Linked DNA regions of Bombyx mori: region 1 is linked to region 2. A link is a contact called in public Hi-C data. All regions are on one chromosome and are shown on one strand. Each heading gives the region's core, a stretch centred on a gene start, on an enhancer-like site or on the middle of the called end of the contact. The rest is flanking DNA. Distances are from core to core; before and after follow the strand shown.

The links. Hi-C and Micro-C count contacts between places; a contact is called where the count stands out from the background.
Region 1: a contact with region 2 is called in a Hi-C map of midgut, with 3 times the contacts expected there. The contact joins the promoter of LOC101737499 here to the promoter of LOC101737208 in region 2. A contact is called at or near these places in 5 of 7 Hi-C or Micro-C datasets (midgut, posterior silk gland, an unstated tissue and 1 more).

The regions. Positions count from the first base shown.
Region 1 is chr18:13,266,333-13,272,863 of ASM3026992v2, forward strand. It overlaps LOC101737499 (ribosome-recycling factor, mitochondrial), which reads right to left and starts at 2,203. Exons shown (of 1, transcript XM_004928306.5): 1 at 824-2,203. The coding sequence starts at 1,697. The coding sequence ends at 942.
Region 2 is chr18:13,124,400-13,131,464 of ASM3026992v2, forward strand. LOC101737208 (acid phosphatase type 7) reads right to left here and starts at 5,663. Exons shown (of 10, transcript XM_062673758.1): 1 at 4,540-5,663; 2 at 1,535-1,729; 3 at 614-735. The coding sequence starts at 4,660. It overlaps LOC101740927, which reads right to left. Exons shown (of 5, transcript XM_004928397.5): 5 at 5,797-7,065. The coding sequence ends at 6,069.

The sequences.
Region 1 (6,531 bases), core at 953-3,452, 140 kb after region 2:
CGCAGCCTCAACCCCCTCAGGTCGCCCCATGACCTTTACTGGGGGGAAGGCGGAAAAAAATTTTTTTTAACAAACTTGGATCATTGCTTTTTTTTAAACAAAGCAATTAAATTTTGTTCAAAATAGACTAAAAATAGACTACTTAAAATGGCAGTTACTATAGTGTGGCATTCACATTGTGGTTCCTAAGCTCATTGTTAGTGCCACATCTTAGTTACTACCTGTAAGATATAGATCAAGAAGTAGCAAAAGACTACTACATCTATGTTGTTTTCATCCTTGCATCATTGAGCATCAGGATAAACTCTGATTTTAGATTCAAGTTCTATGTTTAAATACAAAAAAAAACTTTAATTGCTGATTTATATTCAAAATTCATATTTATGTGGATTTCTAATTGTTTACATTTTCTTCAACACTTCATTAATTTCTTCTACACCTTAAACACAAAATGGATCAATCTATGTCAATAGATGAAAATATTAAAAAATAAAAATTAAATAACTGGGAACAGATCACACAAGGTTATCTGGTCCCAAAAATAGGATTATCTGTGTTATGGGTATCAGACACATATTTATATTTAAATATATACATAAGACTAAGAGCAAACACACATGTTCGTTACACAAATGTTTGCCCGATGTGGGAATCAACCCAAAACCCATGGCTCAACAGTCAAGGGCTTGAATATTGCATCACTGGGTAATAAATTGAAATGTAAAATTAAACTAAAATTTGCAGAATAATTGGAACAAAAATTACACTTCATATTCCCTTAACATAGTTATGGATAGATACAAAAAAGGCTTTCAAAATAAAATTTGTTATTTCAAACTATCTATTGGTGTTTATTGAAAAGATGCATGGCATATTTTCTTAAATATATATTATGCATATTATTCTATTCATTAACAACACAAAGTTATTTCCACAAACACCTACTTCCCAACTAATTCAACACATTTGGCATCATAAATACTTCTCGCTTCTAATAGATATTTTTCACACAAGGCATTTATTTGTTTCGTTCCGTTAAATATTAAATCTTCAGATACACCAGTCTGTTTCTTCATTTTCTTTATGTTTTCATTTTGTATGTCTTTGAGTGCATCCCTACACTTTATGTACAACACCTTAGCATTCTTAGCCAATGCTTCCCTGTGCTCCTTTGTGACTTTAGGCACAGGCACAAACAGTGTAGTTCCATCTTGTTGTGGATTTAAATTTAGACCAGAACTACTGATGGCTTTCAAGGCCTCCGGTATGACTTGGGGAAAAGAAGAGAAGTTTATTACTATCGTTTTAGGATTCTTTCTTACAATCTGAGCTAGTTCTTGTAGTTCATATTCTTTGCCCTCGAATTTTACTGGTATTGTGTCTATCGAGCCAGTGGTTGATCTTATAGACAAATGTTTAGCAAAATCCGCCTTCATGTTTTCAATAGCGGCACTGCAGCGGTCTTTCATCTTGTCTACTGGTATAAGTTCGGAGAGAACTGCCATATTAATTTCAACTTTAGTGCCTTTACCTTTTTTTTCCTTTCCTTTGTCTTTACTTTTTGCATAATTCCTAACGTACGTTGTGTTTAAATTATGGGCACAAACTATTTTTTCACATAACCTTAGTTGCCGTCTGGGTGTAACATTATTTATAAATGTTGACACAATTAGTCTTTGCAGTATTCTAGTACCCATTCTACAAATTACATTAACAATAATGTTACGTTTATACTGAAATATATTTTGTGCAAGATGCTTAACCACTTAGGTAAACTTATTGAAAATTTTTTTAAAAAGGATTTTATGACCTGGTAACTGAGACCTTTAAGTCATGTCTTATTTTAATTTATATTCATATTTTTATGAAAAATGATATTATGGAGTGAAATGAAATGAAGACAATTAATTTGAGACATTAACCAACTGGGATGAAATTAAATGAAATGAGATGATATGGGATGAAATATAATCTCAGTAAAATCGTGGTCATTTACTAAGATTTTTTCAGTGGACTTTTTGGAGGATCCCGAGAAGTTACGTCCAGCGGCTTTGTTTCATTTTTCCAGATTTGTGCACTTTCACAGATATTAAACAGTTAATAAACCACCATTATTACACATTTGAACCCGAAGAAACACTAAATAGACAAAATAAAAGAAATCACACAACTTCACTCCTCGCGTTCGCGCGTTCCCGCCAAAAAGTCTATTGAGAATAACCATAGAGTTACTATTCTAACTGGAGTGCTTACTTCGTTTGACATAAAAACTAAAAATATACTTTATCTCTATGGTTTAAAGTTTATTTTTAAATAGCAAAAGATGTAAGGAAAAACGGTCTGAAAAGAGAATGATTATTAAGTGGTGGTGTCCCTCTCGCACATTTTACAAACAAAAAGCAGTGTTGCTAGCTTAGAGGATTTTCCATAAAATCTAGGAATTTGGACCCCCGTCTTAGTTATCAAAAATGGCTTTTAGTGGTTAGTGGATTTTTTAGTAGCTTGGGTGTTGTTGAAAATTCTCGAAAAGGTTAAAATCAATCCACTTTACAGGATTTTAAATGTTTTATGACAATAATATATCTAAATACATATTATTTAAACGATGTGACTTAAACTTAACTAGAAAATGTTGCGAGAATTTAGAATTTCCATCAACGTCAAAAATTAAATTGGTTCAAAATAAACGTACTAAGTTATGGTGAAATTAGTTTCTGATGATGACAATTTATTAAAATAAATTATATAAGAAGTATTGATTATATGATATATATTGATTTTTAATAGAACATCATATATTAATAAAGCTTATTAACAAAAAAAATATTGTTCTATATTAATAAGAACTCTGTTTAATGGAAAATTTAATGGTAGGTACGTAGATTTCTGATGGTTTTCATGTTGAATTTGGTGGGAAGCCAGATTAATTGTTGGCATCACCGAAAAAGAGCTATGAATGGATTAAAAGAAAAATGGCGTCTATTTACGTTTGTAGTGCGAAGTTAAAATGGCACTGATACAGCTTGTGGCTTGTTTTTTTTCGAAAATCGTGAAAGTTTCCGTGTAATCATGGTGAACAATTTTAATGTAAGTGGTTTTAAGCGAGAATCCTCTCCAGTTTGTGGAATATCCTTCCATATGTCAGATTCATTGATAAATTTTTACTAGTGTGAGCATATATTTTTAAAATGTGAGATATTTTTTCTCATTATAATATTTAATACCATTTGTCTTGTAAATTGTACTTAATCTATGTCATATACTAAATTTGAAAAAACAATCGTGAAAACTACAATTTTGCAATGTATTTTTCATATTATAAGAGCCATCACGTGGTATTTTTTGAACTTTTTTTATTGTATTGAATAGCGTCGCACGCAAGCATGTATATCATTTGCCTGACGTTAAGCGAACGAGTAGGATCTTCTAGTAAATATGACGTTGGAATTTCTGGAAAATGTCCTATATAAAGGTCAAACAAGAAGAATCAAGTACTCAAACGCAAGAAATAAAAAATACCCCGAGAAAAGCAAAATTACGACAAGATGTTAAGGTATTGAAACAAAAACTTAACAGTCGCGAAATAGTGATTGTAAATATAAAGTCGATTTTAGATTTATTAAAGAAAAATGGCGATTTTTAATTGAATTGAAATTTAAATTGCGAAATTTTAATGATACTCATGGCCCACTTAGATATTGATTAAAATAAATTATGTATTTCGTTGAAAAAAAAGAATTTACTTAAAATAGAGGAAAAGTTATATTATAAGACTACAGAAAATTAACTGAACTTAATAATAATAATATGTATAACCAATATTTTGTAAATAGAGATCAAGTACTATGTGTATCGTGTTATGTGTATTGACTTGTCATTTAAGAGTTATTTAATTGTCTACATATAACAAATAAATGAATTTCATTTCATTTCATTTTATTACCCATTGTGTTTTATCTCCTAAAATGTAACTAGTAGACTTAATATACACGTGTCATGAAAATAGCACAGAAGTAAAAATACAAGCAATTTTAAATCAATTGAAGATGTGAATGTAGGAAAAGAGCACCCGATACGCGCAGACCATGTGTGTTGCAGTGTCTCACTCAGTGTGTCAAATATTAATTTGCACGGCCCACTTAGCCAGTACATTAAAGTAGGAATTGCGTAATTAAGTTCAACATAATATATTATTTAAGTCGCGGTTGAGTATTCGGACGTTAAACATGAGTTTGAGGAAGTTTAAGTAATAGAACTGAGGTAATGATGTTTGTAATAAAACTCAGTGCTAGATTTTCGACAACGCAGCAATTTCCAAAAAAAACCGTCGAAAAAAAGTCACCATGACGACGAAGCAATGTTTAGAATTGAATTTACATAAATAAAAGGTTGCAAGCACGTGTTTTGTATTTACATAGGGTTACACAGAATTACTTAAGGTAAATTCAAAACTGATGCATGTGTATAATTTTGTCCTATAATTAAATTATATATGGTCACCACATTAGACAAGGACACCGCGACCAAAAAGTATTCTCTTTCGAGACCGATTTCTCGGCATTAGACAGCACTCCAGTTGTAGGTACTTATTAACTCCATGAGAATAACTCTTAAAGATTTGTGTAGATTAGTGTCATAGAGTTACTATTCTAACTGGAGTGCTTACTTCGTTTGACATAAAAACTAAAAATATACTTTATCTCTATGGCTTAAAGTTTATTTTTAAATAGCAAAAGATGTAAGGAAAAACGGTCTGAAAAGAGAATGATTATTAAGTGGTGGTGTCCCTCTCGCACATTTTACAAACAAAAAGCAGTGTTGCTAGCTTAGAGGATTTTCCATAAAATCTCGGAATTTGGACCCCCGTCTTAGTTATCAAAAATGGCTTTTAGTGGTTAGTGGATTTTTTAGTAGCTTGGGCGTTGTTGAAAATTATTGAAAAGGTTAAAATCAATCCACTTTACAGGATTTTAAACATTTTATGACAATAATATATCTAAATACATATTATTTAAACGATGTGACTTAAACTTAACTAGAAAATGTTGCGACAATTTAGAATTTCCATCAACGTCAAAAATTAAATTGGTTCAAAATAAACGTACAAAGTTATGGTGAAATTAGTTTCTGATGATGACAATTTATTAAAATAAATTATATAAGAAGTATTGATTATATGATATATATTGATTTTTAATAGAACATCATATATTAATAAAGCTCATTAACAAAAAAAATATTGTTCTATAAAATAATAAGAACTCTGTCTAATGGAAAATTTAATGGTAGGTACGTAGATTTCTGATGGTTTTCATGTTGAATTTGGTGGGAAGCCAGTTTAATTGTTGGCATCACCGAAAAAGAGCTATGAATGGATTAAAAGAAAAATGGCGTCTATTTACGTTTGTAGTGCGAAGTTAAAATGGCACTGATACAGCTTGTGGCTTGTTTTTTTTTCGAAAATCGTGAAAGTTTCCGTGTAATCATGGTGAGCACTTTTAATGTAAGTGGTTTTAAGCGAGAATCCTCTCCAGTTTGTGGAATATCCTTCCATATGTCAGATTCATTGATAAATTTTTACTAGTGTGAGCATATATTTTTAAAATGTGAGATATTTTTTCTCATTATAATATTTAATACCATTTGTCTTGTAAATTGTACTTAATCTATGTCATATACTAAATTTTAAAAAACAATCGTGAAAACTATAATTTTGCAATGTATTTTTCATATTATAAGAGCCATCACGTGGTATTTCTTGAACTTTTTTTATTGTATTGAATAGCGTCGCACGCAAGCATGTATATCATTTGCCTGACGTTACGCGAACGAGGAGGATCTTCTAGTAAATATGACGTTGGAATTTCTGGAAAATGTCCTTTAAAAAGGTCAAACAAGAAGAGTCAAGTACTCAAACGCAAGAAATAAAAAATACCCCGAGAGAAGCAAAATTACGACAAGATGTTAAGGTATTAAAACAAAAACTTAAAAGTCGCGAAATAGTGATTGTAAATATAAAGTCGATTTTAAATTTATTAAAGAAAAATGGCGATTTTTAATTGAATTGAAATTTAAATTGCGAAATTTTAATGATACTCATGGTCCACTTAGATATTGATTAAAATAAATTATGTATTTCGTTGAAAAAAAAGAATTTACTTAAAATAGAGGAAATGTTATAAATGTTATAAGATTACAGAAAATTTACTGAACTTAATAACAATAATATAACCAATATTTTGTAAATAGAGATCAAGTACTATGTGTATTGTGTTATGTGTATTGACTTGTCATTTAAGAGTTATTTAATTGTCTACATATAACAAATAAATGAATTTCAGTTCATTTCATTTTATTACCCATTGTGTTTTATTTCCTAAAATGTAACTAGTAGACTTAATATACACGTGTCATGAAAATAGCACAGAAGTAAAATACAAGTAATTTTAAATCAATTGAAGATGTGAATGTAGGAAAAGAGCACCCGATACGCGCAGACCATGTGTGTTGCAGTGTCTCAATCAATGTGTC
Region 2 (7,065 bases), core at 4,413-6,912:
GTAGATTCTGCGAAGCACTGTTCTTGCTAGGGCCAGTGTTAGCAACACTCCAGGTTTGAGCCCCGTAAGCTCACCTACTAGCTCAGTGAATCTAGAATAAACCCTCGAGGTTATTAGAATAGGTAAGAAAAAATAAGGTCTATTTTTGAATTAAACTTCTCTACAAATATATGTCATGGAGCAGAATTTAAAGGTCGTTCACCTCAAAGCCTAAGTTTGTTTTTAATTCTCTCAATCAAGATAACATTTTACTTTTTTTTTAGTAAAGTAATAACAAGTTTCCTATTTTAAATATATCGACGCTTGAAAGGCAAATATGACTAAGCGACAATGCGTGAACTTTACAGTAGACTAATTAAAAGTTGAAATACCTGAAAACAAAATTTATTTTAACGAATCTAGTTGTAGTAGAATCTAGTTAGTAGCTGTAGGATTGAAATGATTTTAATAGACCTAGAAATATATTTTTTTGCGCATCGAATATGGTTAATATTGCCTATCATGTATGTACAAAGCAGTTATTGTCGCTTAGACACGTTTGCCTTTAAAGCGTCGATACAATGAAAAAATAGAAAAAAATATTTAGAATTAGATAAAAAATGAATTTTCTTACGTGAGCATTTTTATTGCCCATATCACCGTATATAGCGGCCCGCAATAACCAGTCTTCGCCTTCCGGAGGAGTCTTGAAGGAAAACAGCTCAGACCATCCGTATACAGAACCGACATGGTAAACTGCATAAACAATAATATTCTTATATAGTATAATTTAGGTTATCGCGAGACGAATAAAAAAAATTTGAACCATCCAATTTATTATTTCCTTATATTAATTATTATTATTATTTATTTCCCTATATTCTCTTTTTTTATTGCATAACTGAGTAGAGGTGCTCAGTCACGACCAGTGTGCTTAGTGCGAGCCTGTTAACGTTCTCGATAGCGTAAAAGTTAACTCAAATTCACTCAAGTTAACTCAGTTGGAACGTTTGCCGCTAGGAGCGCTGCTCCAACTGCATACATAATAATATTTGAGTTAACGTTGACGCTATCGAAAACGTTAAAAAACTCGCATTAAGCACACTGATGTTATGTGGTTATCAGTGCCCATGCGCGTCACAACGTGAATTACTGTGAGTTACAAGTAGTTTTTTTATGAAGGAATGATTACCGGTAGCCCGAAGGCTTTTCCAATTCCACCAGAACAGGTGGGCGAGCAGAGGCTCAACCAGGAGAAAAATGAGGTCTAGATCTTAAATTTAATAGTAGTACTTCAAATAGTCTTAGTTCTAAATATTTTTTTTAATAAAAATAGGATGCACGGAGTTGAAAAACTACATTCTAAAGCATCCTAAGTCATCCAGCCCATTTCTACAAAGTGAACAACACACATAACGGATGCATTCACGTCGGTTTTGCGAAATATGTCAATTTTTCAACTTATAATGTTCTCCCAATAACTGTTTAAAATCAAAGGAGGCCATATCTACAGTTATTCATGTAAAAAAAAAAAAATTTAGGTTATTTCACTGACCGTATCTAGTATTAAATTTCAAGTCCTTTAGCAGAACAGTATGGATCCATTGAGAACGTTTCTCTTTACCACCATCAGTGAACAAAGTAGCTGAACCTGTAGCTTCCTTTTCCATAATACCTTCTCCATATTCCACAGTGGACTCCTGAGTGTCGTTGAAAGTGGACCATGTTATTTTGATGTCATTGGTTTTCTCTGAAATAAAAATAATATTTCAATGACAAATTATAACATATTTGACATAGCTAGTTGCAACATGTGGATTTACAATGACCTTTTTTTTTTTAATTGCCCTTGTAGGCAGACGAGCATAAGGCCCACCTGATGGTGAGTGGTTACCGTCGCCCATGGACTTCAGCAATGCGAGGGGCAGAGCCAAGCCGCTGCCTACCGCTAAAACCTAAGTATAAATAGCCATATGTACAATTAAAAATAAATTATATATGTCGGCTTAGTAATAGCTTAATAAATTATATATGTAACCTAGTTAACTAAGATAGAAACTGCAACTTGTTTAATGTTACGCATGTAAGCAATTGTTTAAGAAGGTATTCAAGGGAATTCACGATTAAGCTACCCCACTTTTCTACTATAGATAAGCAATTCAAGCACCCAACAAAATGTTTACGGGCATCGGCCACTAGATAGCTTCGCTTCGATTAGTTTCTTATTGCTCCTGTAGATGGCATCGTATATTTTGTTTTTAATGAAGGATTTTGTAAATTTTCAGAAACCACAAATTGATAAAATTTAATCAATTTGTCTATAACAAATAAAGACTTGTAGGATTTATTATTTTTTTATTTTCTCTGTTTAGTTATACAATAACTAAATGCCTTCATTTTAACAACATATAAGTTTAGGGGCATCCGCTACAAGATGTCGCTAGTTTCCATACAAAAAATATTTGTCTTAAAGTATCACAGTTTCAGGGCCCTGGCGGATCTCTCTATTGTTTTGGTTCTACTCATACAATTTAATTTAATTGAAAAGTAAGTCTTTATTGCTGTCACTATGAAAGGCAATGACAACAACGAATAGAATGACGTTACAAATCAGTCCATCTGATGGAGTCCATCATATTATATATGTCTAGAAAAGAAATAATAAATTGTTCATTTATAGAATTGAGATATTGATCTGCTTTCTTATGAAGTAGGTTAATTGGGAATATATTGTGCTGAAAATTTGTTAAGCTTACTGTGATTTAAAAAAATGTTATTTATGAATTAAGTAATTAAAATTTTAAAACTACTTTCTTTCTTCAATATACATTATTTTTATACTTAATCCCATTTAAATCGATTCATTTAAAATAAAAAGCTGTGACAACCCAATTGGATGATAGTAAAGTCAACAGTACATTGTCCTCAAAACTTTACAGAAAAATAATATATTAATTAGTTACAAAGGTTAATTGTCCAGTACATATTCTTATCAGTTTAGCTTATGTACTCATAGCTCAGAATAAATAACAGTGTTTATCAGCAGTGGACATATATAAAACATATTATTACATGATATGTAAATGGAGGCTGCATGTTTATTGAAACAATTCTAATGATTTTATTTTGTATTTAGTTATGAATCATATAACTACATATACAATCATATGAATACAAACATACTTTTTTATGGACGAGCTCACGCAGACATTTACAACATTAACGCAGCCTTGCCTTGCCACTTACCATGATATAATAGTTCTGAGTTATCTGTTTTTACAGTACATTGGCTGCCCCACCCTTCAAACCGAAACGCATTACTGCTTCACGACAAAAATAGACAGTGGTGGTGGTACCTACCCGTGTGGACTCACAAGGCGTGATACCAACAGTAATTACGCAAATTCTAATTTTGCGGGTTTGATTTTTATTACACAATGTTATTCTTTCACCGTGGAAGTCAGTTGTGAACATTTGTTAAGTACGTACTTGCCTGAGGGATTCAAACACCGGTGCATCACAAGATACAAATGCACTGGATGTCTTATCCTTTAGACCACTATTACTTTTAAATATTAATGCATATCAATGACGTAAGTTAGCAATTAATAATTTCAAACTTCATGGTTAAACTACAAAAGGATTTACATAATCAATTAAACTCTTAATTTTATTGTATTGATGGGTATGAGTGAGGGTCTCTAAAGCCTATTAATACCACAATGGAATGCTACTCTGTGCTGATGCACATGATGGGTTTTAATTTCATTTAACTGCACACTTGAATATAAATATGGATAGCTATTTTAACTTACACTGTCCTACACTGCTTTATTGGAAAGTGGCAGTATCTCAACCTCCAATCAATACTGCCCCTATGGTTAGAGCTCCATGAGCTCACCTACCAGCTCAATGAATCTAGTATGACCCCTTAAGGTCACTAAAATATAAATAGAATAGAATACTTCAAATGCTTATTACCCAGAAGTTTATTTACCTAGAAGGTGAAGGTGTTTTTCCTTCATTTACATGTGGGTTTCCTTTTTGTTAGTTAGTTCGCAAAATAAGTGCTAACTTTATAAAAACTGTATCATTATGAAATAATGGTCAGGTGTAAGTGGCCAAATAAACAATTTTACTGTTTTAGACAAAAAACATCACTCTTTAGATGATTATTGAGTCAATTCGATTCTAAGACAAAGCCCGATCAGCCCATTTGCATAAAATTTTAAAACATCAACAAAATCATGCGTAGTTAATACTTTATTACTTTTGTCACATAATAATTGTAGTTTTACAGTTCACAATAATCCCTAACAATACATCATAATTGCTTAAGTATGAATCGCTTTTAGTAGAGAACGAATTCATATAGACATTAAATTTAATAATGAAAAAACAATATAATAATTTGGTTACGGCATCTTATTGTGATTGTACCGGCACCAGTAAACAATTTAAATGAGGTGAGTCAAGACCTCCACAACTTTTCGTTAACAGGTTTAAAAATAAATAGAACAAAAAGCAGAAAATTTCACAAAAAATCTTAATAGCCCTTACCTCCAAATGCTATATGAATCTGTTCCGGCTGACAATACGGACAGTCGTAGGTTACAGCGCCTTGATTCAGTATCGAAGCTAATGAAAAGCTGAATAACGTAAATAAGAAGAATAGTTCCATTTTGTTGGCTTAATTTTATTTAAAGTAAACTTTTATTACAGGAGCGATTATGTGTCCGTTACGCGTTACGCGTTTAGATTAAAAGTAATTGTTATGCACTGTTTATTTCAGATCTATTGCGATTCACCGAACGAACTGATAAGAGTAAAACTCCTCAATAAGTTTAAACAATCCTAGAGTTTTGCAGGATTACAAACAAAAACGTTTGTTTACCATTGCGAAAAGTAAGGGAACATATTCCATACAGCCAAGTTTATTGTGATAATAGTCAAAGCTGTTTGTCGTACGAAATGAAGTCGATTAGGGAAAAGTAATGAAGTATTTTTTTCACTAGAGACACAGAGAATTCACTAAGACTTCTTACTGCCGTTTAACTGATACTAATTGATTAGATAACCATATTTTCATTATTATTGATTGTTAGCGTACGTGCACAACATACACATACGGATATCCCAATACGTCCAATTAAAAGGTTAATTGAAAATGGAACTTTGAAGTGGTTTGCTTTTGACTTGATCGCACTTGGTATACAAATTGCAACTTCATTCGTTTTCCAAAATGAGTACTTTAACGGGCTCTACGTCCCCCCCAAACAGCTAGTGTCTTCAAGTCAGAAAGTTCAATCATACATTATTTATTTGATTTTTATGCATTTTATCGGTCTGCCCACCCCAGACCGCAATGGTGCCTAAAATTCTCGGCAATCTGATCACACATTGTCTATGATTTAAATACCACCGAAAACTCGCCCCACAGAACACTGCCCGGTCCGCAGCTAGCGATCACAGAAATATACATTTACAACGTAGGTGATATATTTTATTCCATTTGCATCGATTTTTTTTTCTAAGCGCTTCCTTATCACTATGTATAGGTACTTGTTTTACTAAAAGATAATATTTTGTGTACTCTGTAATATTTCTTGTTTTTTTTTTGGCACAGAAGGGAGGCAAACCTACCGTTCACCTAATTAATTGTGAGGGTTTAGAGACACCATCGCTCTTGCAAGTCGGCATTACCACTTACACAACAAAGTTGCTGCCGCTTGCTGCTGGGGTTAAGAAATCGTCGTGAGCACGACGACGAAGCAGATTTCCTTCATAGTAAAATTTTTGTATTCATTAAAAATAACATTAGAAAAAATAAATTTAATCACAGTAATAAAATTCCCCTTAAATCTACCCAAAACAACAGTTTATGGTATGGCATAGGAAAACAAAGAAGTTAATATTTACATTACCTAAATACATGCTGTGACATTAAAATTATTTATAAAATTCACTAATGTTGCTCACAATCTTATTACTAATATAAAAATAAATTTGTACTTCAGAAGTTCAAAAAGCAAAGCAAAACGTAACAGGAGAGCTAACGTACAATTCAAAAGGCACTTAGAGACGTTTCGTTAGAATAAGTTACTAGTTTCACCAATACTATGAGCACGTTTGTCTTTCGACCTTCCCAAACTTAATTCACCGTCACTTTTCAAAGGTAATATACCACCTGGCTGCAAATCTGAACTATATTTTGTAGAAACAGACGAAGAACTAGACTCAGAACTTATTGATCTATTCAGTGCACGTATTTTTTTTTTGAGGTTCATTTTTATTTCACCTACGCTACTCAATTCCGACGAGGAATTATCTGCATCAGCTGAACTAGAACTGACTAACGTTTTTCTGAACGTTTTCGACGTAACATCAGTTCCAGTTCTTTTAGTACAAGCGTCTAGATTAGACAGAACTTCTCGTGTTGTCTGAGGTAATCGAAGATTGAATCTTGGTGAGGATAGATTAATTGAAATTCCCAGTTCATCATTTTCTAAGTCAACGCTCGTTTCCCTATTGTTGACATCAAACAGTAAAGGACTAGTTTGTTTATCGACTGCCAATGACAAAGGAAATGGTGAGGTGGTCCTTGTTTTGGTTCTTCTGGGTGATGTCATCACACTTTTAACACGCGCAGGCGAAGTTTGTGTATTCTTCTGCGACGCTGCTATATTTTTTCTAATATTTTCATTTCTATCTTTTGAAGTAGAAGGTTTTGTAATTTTTTCTTCTAATATATCACCGTATTCTTCAATTATGAATTTCTTTATAAAGTCTTTTTCTAATTCCAGCATTTTCTCAACTTCCTTTCTGGGGTCGATTGACATCCATAGATCGTTACGTATAGGTTGAAGGTTTTGTCTCTCATTTGTAGGTGATGTTTGAGTTTCTTTTGGAATTATTTTATTTGATGAATCACTTTGGGTGCCGGTGTCCTGTGTATCTACGTTATGAACAAATTCGAACACATCAACTGAGTCTTTGAATGACAAGTTCGACGCTTTTATGTACGTTCTATTTTGTATTTTGGACGTACTAGGCTTATTGTGATCAGAAATATTGTCTTCGTTATTT